2 separate regions of the Gossypium hirsutum genome follow, and region 2 is linked to region 1. The links are chromatin contacts, called in public Hi-C maps. All regions are on one chromosome and are shown on one strand. The core of a region is the stretch at or near the end of the contact, and the rest is flanking DNA. Distances in the headings are between cores, read along the strand shown. Region 1 has its middle 31 kb from the start of LOC121220478. Region 2 has its middle 45 kb from the start of LOC121220478.

Region 1 (5,512 bases), core at 280-2,779:
AATATTCATACAAAATTATAATATTACAATATTCATACAAAATTATAATATTCATATAAAAAATTACAATATTCATACAAAATACTAATCCAAAACTATAAATACAAATTTAATTATAAAATAATTACAATATTAATACAAAATTACAATATTCATTGGCGCCTCTCTGTGAGGCACCTTCATTGGCGCCTACTTGATAGGCACCACCCGACCCGACCCGACCCATTGACTGTATTTTGACTCGTATTTTTTTTAAAAAAATTATTAAAAAAATATAAAAAATATTTTATTCAAAAAAATAATTATTTTTTTATTCATTCGCGCCTACCTAATAGGCTCCAATAAAAAAGTAACCTATTTTGATAAAAAAAATTTCTGACATCCTATTTCAATATTTTGTTTTTTATATACCATTTGTGTAAAAAAACCCTTGCTATTTGCTTTACTCATGGGATGCCGAGGAACACAACACAAGAAGAAACAGTTGATTAGAAAGATTGGCAGGCTTTACTTATATGACATTATTTCTCCCATTCGCCTTGCTTCCCACCACCGGATAAGGTGCGTTTTATTCACTTTTAATCTTACTTTATATTTCTAATTAAGATTATTTTGTTTAGATTTTAAATATTGTATAGAACTCATAATCTGGTTATAAAATGTAATATCAATATCACTAATTCTTAAGTTATTTAACATTACGAGTGTGATCTAAAATTTTAGATAATTTTACTTTTTACTTTTATTATTTTAATCAGTTTTATTCTAAATATTAGTTTATTATTAATTATTATATTTTATTCTCAGAGTCTTATATTTAGTAACAATTAAATTTTTTATCGGTTAAAATCTGTCTTCTTTCAATATTGTGCTTATAAAAGATGTTTATATATTGATTTAACCTCAAAATTATAAACAATTATGATAGTATTCAATTCAAAGTTTGATTAAAATGAAATTAATGTATAAGTACTTGAGTTTATATAAAATATTGCATACAATCAAGCTATAAATTTATATTTTCCTGTGATTTCAACATCAAATTTAACCCATAACATTAAAATTGCTGAAATTCGGCAGATATAATATTTTAATGTTTATTACAAATATCGGTGTATAATTCTATATATTATTTCAAATTTTTAAAAATAAATTTATTTGTGTTCATTTTTTAGATGATGTATTATTTTATTCTATAGATGTATCATAGCTTATTAAGTAACGAAAGAAAGAATTAATTTATTTTTTCTTTTAATTTGGTTTCTGAAAATTATTAAACTTTCTGGTAATAACTACTACATTAGAACTTGTGTTTGCTGCAACTTTTCATGCTCGACTCGAAACCCCAGAAATCCATTTTTGTGAGAAAAATGGCAGGATATTGCTCAAAACTCAATCTCTGTTAGAGATCAGCGAGGCCCAAGTTTATCACACATCCGTTTTTTCAAGCCCAAACATTATTTAACAAACTCACGCCCAGAGACAACCCGGATGAGTGTCTGAGCGTCAGGTGATGGAGAACAATCAGAGTTTGGCAAAACGCTCGCCCCTGCCAACCTGAGCTATAACGATCCAAGCCCGTGAAATCCCAAACCTGTAACAGATCCGAGCTTAAAAAATTCGAACCCGAGATAACTCTGACTTAAAGCCCGATTTTATAACTAAACAACCATAATAGATATTAATAATTAATATAATTTTAAGATATCACTTAAAATATACATAAATGATACTTCTATATTTTTTGAAAATATATTCATAAACATTGCATATTTATATTACAATTTTACTGACAGGAGAAGTAATTAATAATAATTTTTTATGTTAAATAATAAAGTGAAATAAAATTTTAAAGACATTAGTTTAATATAAAATATTTTTAATACTATAATTATATATGTATAATAAATATATAAAATTGATAGTTATTAAAATCTATAAATTTGAAAATTAATGATAACATAATAATATATTATATCATTATTATCAAAACTAAAACCAATTACCTGACCTTAAATTGATATAATAAATTAGTATATTACTAATATATTATTAATAATATAATATATAACTATTACTAAAAATATAAATACATATATAACTATTATTATAATATAAATTATAATAAAATATATGATATTATAATGTTTAATCATCGATACATTTGTATATATATAAATTATTAATATTTTATATGATATATCATTATATAATATTGTAGGAGGACTAACTTTTAAATGTACAAAAAATATAAAGACTTAATGTAAAAATCCGATTTTCAGTGGTATCAGAAACAGTGGTTCAAGACCACAAAATTCGATGAGTAAGCTCATAAATTTTATTATTTAGTATTTACGAGTTAAATGTGATTTTAGGAAAATTTTTGAATTAGTAGTTTGTGTTTTATAAGGATTTATTAGGTTAAATGGTTTAGAAAACGAGGTATCGAGACCTCGATTTTATAAACCAAATCGTAAATATTTTTACAAATATTTAAAAAGTTTTATTAATGTAGTATTACAGTTTCGTTAAAAAATTTTAACGTTTTGATAGTTAATTAATTAAAATGGACTAAATTGAAAAATGTGCAAAACTTGCTAATTAAAGAAATAGTGATTAAATAGCCCAAATGATAAATAAGGGAGGACCAAAAGGGAAAATTGACACAACAAGGGATGGCTGAGGCGGCATAAGCAGAAAAAAAATCATGAAATTAGGCGAAACAAGGGCAAAATGGGAAATAAAATAAAAATTAAAATAGCTAAATTGGGATTTAAGAGTTTCTAGACATTTCAACACCAAATTTCAGCCTAAAAACACCATAAGAGAGAACTTGAGAAGCTGGTTTCATATTTTTGATTCAAGTGAGTTCAATTCTTGCCTTTTTCTTGGAACTTTTATGTTTTTAAGACTTTTACAATTAGGTCCAACTAACTATTTCATTAGTTTTTGATTTTATTGGAAATTTTGAAAGTTACCATTGATGAATGCTGAGTGTTTTTGATGAATTAACATGGATATAGAGCTTTAATTTTGTTGTATGATGATTTTATAAAGTGATTTTGATAGATATTGATTTTGGGACTAAATTGTGAAAAGGTTAAATATTAGGGTTTGGTATTAAAATTATGAATATCAAGAGCTATATAATAGCTTAGAATATTTAGATGAATTATCAATTGAGAAAAATTAGCTCATTTGAAAGATTAATTAGTAAGGGACTAAATTGTAAAAGTTGTAAAAGTTATGGTAATTATGTAATTTTAAAAATTGAGGGCATTAATTGTGAAGTGAATTGGAACTGAAATATATACTAATGAATGGATAATTTATATTTTAGATCAAGAGGCCGTAGATACTCATGAAAAAGGGAAGTTAGCAGAACAATCTATGAACTTCTACAAATCTTACAATTTAACCCAAGTAAGTTCGTATGGTTAAACTTTAATGTTTATATATATTAAATTGATGAATGGTATTATGTATTTGATTACTGTTGACACCATTTTTTTGACAAAACGGGGTCAACTTGGATTTTGAAAACGAAAACGAAAACGGGAGTCGCCACCAATCTTTTTTTGATGAGGTGTGATCGGGTCACCTCGTAAAAGTGGTTGTTTTTAATAAACAATTTAATTTTATTAAAACGAGTTTGGTCCACAAAATTCAAAAAAATGGGTTCGGGAGTCGGTTACGTACGAGGAAGGATTAGCACCCTCGTAACGCCCAAAATTGGTACCTAGTTGATTAGTTAATGTCTTAATGTCGAAAATTGAAAACTTTAAAGAGATTTAAAAATACAATCCTTTATTGAAATGTTGAATTTTTTTGGGAAAAGAGACATATTTTACGTTAATCGAGAAAAAGAATCATATCCAGTAAGTTAAGACACAATGTCTTGAATTCTCGATACTAGAATAAATGTCGAAAATTTATTTGAAAAATCCTCATCTCGAGAAAACGACGTGTCATATCCAATGCGTTAGGACACAACGTATCGAATTCCCGATATGAGAATAAATACCGAAAATTTACTTATTTAAAAAGATATTTAATTATCTAGGGTTTAGAAAAGGGATCATGCCCAGTAAGTTAGGACACGATCTTTTTTAATGTCCGACATCGTCCAAAACTTGAGTTTGAAAATATTCGTGTATTTAGATTTATTGCGAAAATCGAAACCCAGTAAGTTAGGGTACGACCTTCTCGAATCTAAACACGAGATTTTGCTTATTCAAAAATCATAATTTATGCATCAAATAAAATTAATCTAACACAAAATAATAGAAATAAAACACAATGCTAATACTCGTAACCAAAGCAATAATGAATTCGATAGTGGAGGTATGAATAATATGAACAATCATAAAAAATGAAATGAAATAAATAAATATAAAAGATAAATCAATCATATAATTGCAAGTAAGTAAACGAATAGAATTAAAACATTTTAAAATAATAATGAACATGAAAATAACTAAAGAAATAAAGAAAATGAATAAAAGTATAAAAATGTAGAAGATATATACGTGTATATACATAAAGTTATGAAAATGTGAAAATTGTATGTCTATATACATATTATTAAATTATTAAATATATATAAATATATATGTAAGTATATATATATTTACAAAATTTAAAAATATGTTCGTATATATATTATAAAAAAATATGCATACATATATAAATTATAAAGTCTAAAAAAAAATATAAGTATGTATATATATAACAAAATCTAAAAAGGGAATAAATGGGTCAATAAAAATAATAATAAGGTAAGTAATAATAATAAATACAATAATAATGACAATAATAATAATAATAACTAATTAGCTAAATAATAAAAGTGCTAAAACACAGACTAAATCGAAATAAAAATTAAAATACTGGGTAAATTCGAAAATAAAAAGAATGAAAAGGACTGAAGTAAAATGCGCGTCAAAAGGAAGGGACTGATTGGGAAAATATTCCCAGCCTTCAAGTGCACCGTTTCATGCAGGACCAAAATGAAACAGGTGTAAAAAAATAGGGTCAAATTAAAAAATAAATAAACAAGCAGAAGGACTAAATCAAAACAAATTAGTAATGAGGAGGGACCAAAGGCGCAAATAGCACATTTCATGAAAACGCGCAGATCCCCTCTAGAGCGGGTCGGGTCGCGCGCCGGTCATGGGGGGCTAAACGGCGCCGTTTCAAAACTGTATAAAAACTAAAATTTTCAGAAAATTTTTCATTTCCCTTCTTTTTCCAGAAGAAAAAACCTTCATTCTCTCTCAGCCCCTCTCCCCAATCCAGCCATAGGCTCCGACGCACCTCCGCCGTGGCTCTGACGCACCTCCGCCGTGGCTCTGCTGCATCGGCGGTCGGAGGTGCAAAATCGAGCCTTTCTTAGCCCTGTTTAAGGTTTGCTCCCCCTAGGACCCGGATTCAGGGCTGAATCTTCTGAAAGGTGGTCAAAAACCCTAGAAACGGAGGGAAACCACTCGGTTTTCCCGTCTTCCGGTGCGGC
Region 2 (5,243 bases), core at 1,992-4,491, 75 kb before region 1:
GGAAGAGGCTTCCTGTCTTATAGCCAAGTGTCTCTCCAAAAATCCACAGATCGTCCATCGCCTAGAACCCAAATAATTCCATTTCGAACCTCGTCTTAGACTTGCATAAACCCTTCTATAACCGAGAGCCATTTCTAGGATAAAGAACCTCCGGGACTATCAACCTTATACTTTGACTGAAGAACTTGTACCCATAGCTGATTCAAACAAGCCACCAACGTATAGCCATTCTTAACAAGAAAACTATTATTCATTTGAACCATGCTACAAAATCCAAGACCTCCTTCATCAATCCCACGGAATAAATTTTCCCAATTGACAAGGTTGATCACCTTTGAGTCATTTGTCTTTCCCCACACAAAATTACGTCCATCTCTAAACAAAGGCTTGTTCGAAGAACCGGTTTTTGCATAACATATACTAGTATAAAAACTACACCGATTTAGCAATAGTGATTTGACCCGCAAGGGACACTGTACGCGCTTTCCAACTAGCTAATTTCAAATTTATTTTATGAATCACATAACTATAAGTCTCATTGGTTACTCATCTGTGTAGAAGAGGGACACCCAAATATTTACCACGGCTATCAACAGTAGCAAAACCCAATCCTTTGCTTATAGAGCCCTTCAAAAACATGTGATTATTTTTAGAGGAATAAACTTGAGTTTTTGAAACACTAACCTTATGACCTGATTGAAAAGAACAATTCTGCAAGACATTGTTAATCATCTCCATTTGATCTAAAATTGCCTATGCGAAACGAATGAGATCGTCAGCAAAGAAAAGATGGGAAATTATTGGTCCAGATCAATTAAATTTGAAAGGCTTCCATCGTTGCTCTTGAACTTCTTTTTGTATAGTATGAGCAAGTCGTTCCATACATAAAACAAACAGGTAAGGCAATAATGGGTCTCCTTGCCTAATACCACGTGAAAGACAAAAAACGTGAAAGAGGTCCCCATTCCAACTCAATTGCATCGAAACAGAATGCACACAATTCATAATGAGCCTCCTAATATTAGTCAGGATCCTAACATCCAAAAGGGTATCTTTAATAAATTTCCAGTCCAACCTACCATAAGCCTTTTCCAAATCAATTTTCATTGCCATAAATCCTTTTTGACCCCTTTTCTTCTACATGGTGTGTATAATCTCTTGTGCAATAATAATATTATCTGAGATAGAACGACCAGGAACAAAGCTAACTTGATTAAGTTGAACCTAATTGCTTATGAACTCCTTCATACGGTTAATCACAACTTTTGTTATCACCTTATAGAGAATGTTGCAGAGACTTATCATTCAAAAATATTGAATCTGTTCTGGTTTTTCCACCTTTGGAATAAGAACAATGACTGTACAATTTACCCAATCATCGATATTCCCATCCAAGAAAGCATCATGAACAAATGAACAAATAGATCTCCCAACCACTTCCCAATTCTTCTGATAAAACATTACATGCATCCCATCAATACCCAGTAATTTTTGTGGATGCATGTCAAACATAACCTTCTTAATCTCATCGTCGATTACCTCAACAGATAATTTTTGAAATACCAGTGCCTCCAAAGGAGGAAAATAACCCCTCATAGCAGAAAAACCTTTCACCGAATCATCTTTGGTAAACAGGTATTTGTAGAAATTTATAGCCAAGGTTTTTAATACCCAATCATCATCACACCACTCACCAGAATCGAATCGCAAAGCATGTACACTATTCACACGATGTCTATGCGATGCAGTGAGATGAAAAAACTACATATTCTGTTCTCCTTCCGTGATGCATTTAGAGTAGGCCCTTTACATCCAAAGGCTCTCTTATTGACTCAAAAGAATGTCTAATTCTTTTTTCAAGTCTTTTTCCAATTGGAGGAGGAAAATTGAATTAGAATTATACAAAGCATGTTCAATTCTCGCTAGTTGTCGAAAGATATTTCGTTTTCGCTTACCAATATGCCCAAACACCTCCACATTCCATTTCTTCACATCACGAGTAAACACATTTATATTCGTAAGAGCATATTTCTTTGGACCCCAAACTGATTAAAGGAAACCTTTAAAAAGAGGGTGATTTTGCCAAGCTGCCAGAAACTTGAATACAAGATTTGCTGATTCTGTTATGAATAGTTAAAAGAAGCGGACGATGATTCGATCCAATTTATTCCAAATGTTTCACCAGAGAGTTAGGGAACATATTAATCCACTCCTTACTACCAATGCATCGATCAAGCCTTTGAAAAAGATTCCCTCTTCCCCACGTAAATTTTGGACCGCTATATAGCCAAGATCCAACAGACCCCTTGAAAAATAAAATCCTTAAAAGGAACATTACCCAAAGACCCATTCCTAGCACCACCTCTTCGTTCATTAGTCGAGACAATCGCATTAAGATCACCCCTAAGGACCCAAGGTTCATTGTTAGGCGGGGCTAAACTTAACAGTTGGTTCCATACCACTACCCTCTTTTTCGGGTTAGGGCTTGCAGAAACCATGGTAGCATAGCATGAAAATTTATGATAATCAAACTTGTAAATTATATGAATAAATTGATTACTTACTTGAATAATATTCACATCCAGTTCCTTCCGCCATAAAATCCAAATACCACCAGAGAAACCTTTCGCTTCAACTTTTAAAGAGTTATCAAAACCAGACTTCCGAATGAAATTGTCCACCTTCATACCGCTTATCATTGTTTCAAAAAAAGTGACAAGACAAGAATTATAATGTTTCATAAAAAAAATTAAAATATCTACCAAATTGAGAGTTATTTGCTCATTGGCAATTCCATAAAAAGAAATGAGACATAATTAAATAAAAGGAGAAATAGAACGGTGGACCTGGTCATCATCTTTTTGCTCTTCAGTCATGCCATCCGAAATTGAAAACAACTTCAAATTAGCTTTAAACCCCAAAATATTATCATGATTATCTAATTCACGAGTCATTGAATCAACCAAGTCAGATAACAACACCCCTAAAGGTTTGGCACGACTTTGTTTTTTTTTCGCACCTTAAAACCCCTATTGGTTATCTCATGCATGGATGTGCCCAAGTCATTTGTTGCATGCATGGGAGTTTTTGAAGAAGAAGTCAACAAATGACTTTCATGATTGGATTGACCCATTACCAATAAATTACTTTCATGATTAGGCAGGCCCACTACCACATTATTATCCTCAATAGTTACCACTTTATGACTTGATTTTGGTAAAGTATATACACAAACAGTAATTGGTTTAAACCCAGGTGGGACCCGCTGCCCAATTTCCTTATTTTCTCCTTCACCCACCTGCATACGTCTGCCTTCTTTGCTTAAAAATCTCGATTCTTCCATTTGAAAACCTCATCAAACCCTCCAAAGCTATTTCTTTGTGAAAATCCTACCATGATTCTTTCCTTGTTTGATTATCTATATATTTCTGTTGGACATTAACAATTTCTTGCGCAGATTCAGTTGCATCCTCATCGCCATTGATTGGCAATATTTGGAAGCACGAATTGCTTGCTCCTTCAGTCATCAATTAATTTTTCTTTCCTTCCATACTAGACTTTCCCGCATTAGTAGGTCTCCTTCTATGGTTCGGAGTGTCGAAACCATTTTTTTGAAAACAAAAAAAAATTTAGGTTGCCGACTTTAAAAAATAAAAATTGGGAGTCGCCACAAATCTTTTATTAAGGTGTGATTGGGTCACCTAAAACGACTTTGGTCTACGAATATTACAAAAACGGGTCCGGAAGTCGGTTACGTATGAGGAAGGATTAGCACCCTCATTACGCCCAAAAATTGGTGCCTAGTTAATTAATTAATGTCTTAAGGTCGAAAATTTTAAAAATATAATCTTTAAAAACTTAAAACGTTGCATATTAAGACCCTTTTCAATTCAGAGAAGCAAAAATGCCATACCCAATACGTTAGGGCACAACATTCTAATTTCTCCCAAAATGAATTAGGTCAGAATATTTATACAATAAAACTTTAAAAGAACATTCACTCATCCAAGATTTAAGAAATCACACCCAATACGTTAGGACATGATCCCTTTAGAATCCCAAACTCGGAATATTTCCTTTACTTTAAAAGAACATCCACTTATCCAAGATTTAAGAAATCACACCCAATACGTTAGGGCACAATTCCTTTAGAATCTCAAACTCGGAATATTTCCTTCATGATTTTTAAAAAAAATCTTCATTTCGAGAAATCAATGCGTCACATCCAATACGTTAGGACACAACGTGTTGAATTCCCAATAATGAGTTTTTATTTTTTTGATTGAAGAGAAATGCTCGATTGTCGGATTTAACGAAGAAAATCGGAACCCAATACGTTAGGGCTCAATTCTCTTGAAAATCCTAAATACGAACATTATTTCAATTTTAAAAATTTCTATCTTTAAATTTGAGTAAAAAATGATGTAACGTGATTTTATACATACAAATGCTATAATAATAATAACAATAATAAATACATCATCGACATAAAAATAATATAAGCAAATGAATAAACGAAATAATAAAAAAGTTAATCCATGACATGCAAAATATTAAATGTAAACACAATTATACAATGGATGGGATAGCAAACAAATAAATAAGGATCAAAAGGCATATAATATACACATGAAAATTATGAAGATTAAAAATATACATATAATTTACAAATAAAATTTTGGGTTATAGAATTTATATATAAATACAATACATAATATATAAAATAATAAAAAATTGGTATATTTTAAAAAAGAAAAAGTGAGTATTTAATCATTAAAAAAACGTAAATATATACATATAAATATGAAAATATTCATTAAAAAATATAGGAAAATATTCGTTTTAAAAAATATATATACATGTACATATAAAAGGAATATACATAGATAAAAAATTAAATAATGAGTACATTATCAAAATTAATTTTTTAAAAAATATATATACATATATATATACATATATAAATGTGAGAAAAATATAAGTTAAAAATATGTGCATAAAATATACATGTATAGATTTTAAAAAAATGATTACGTTATTAATAAATAAAATAAATGAAAAGAACAAAAAAAGAAAAGAAAAACTAAATTGAATTGCAATAAAAAACTAGGGTAAATCTGTAAATAAATAAAAGTAAAAGGATTAATTTGAACGCGCGAATTACATAGAGGGGCTGGAAGGGAAATTTTTCCTTCTCCTCTAAAACGATGCCGTTCAACTTAGACCCAATTGAAATAAAAATA

What was found. A called contact is a pair of places that touch in the nucleus more often than the background predicts.
Region 2: a Hi-C map of leaf shows a contact between it and region 1, with 7 times the contacts expected there. The contact joins two enhancer-like sites. A contact is called at or near these places in 10 of 34 Hi-C or Micro-C datasets (callus, fibers, hypocotyl and 2 more).

Annotation. Positions count from the first base shown.
Region 1 is chrD08:48,596,263-48,601,774 of Gossypium_hirsutum_v2.1, reverse strand. No RefSeq gene overlaps it. Among protein-coding and RNA genes, the nearest start is that of LOC121220478, 31 kb to the left of the region's middle. Within about 2 kb of position 1,529, at least 1 of the 9 cell types and tissues checked has an H3K27ac peak or open chromatin away from gene starts, as enhancers often do. A contact at or near this core is called in leaf, where this site is marked.
Region 2 is chrD08:48,672,814-48,678,056 of Gossypium_hirsutum_v2.1, reverse strand. No RefSeq gene overlaps it. Among protein-coding and RNA genes, the nearest start is that of LOC121220478, 45 kb to the right of the region's middle. Within about 2 kb of position 3,241, at least 3 of the 9 cell types and tissues checked have an H3K27ac peak or open chromatin away from gene starts, as enhancers often do. A contact at or near this core is called in leaf, where this site is marked.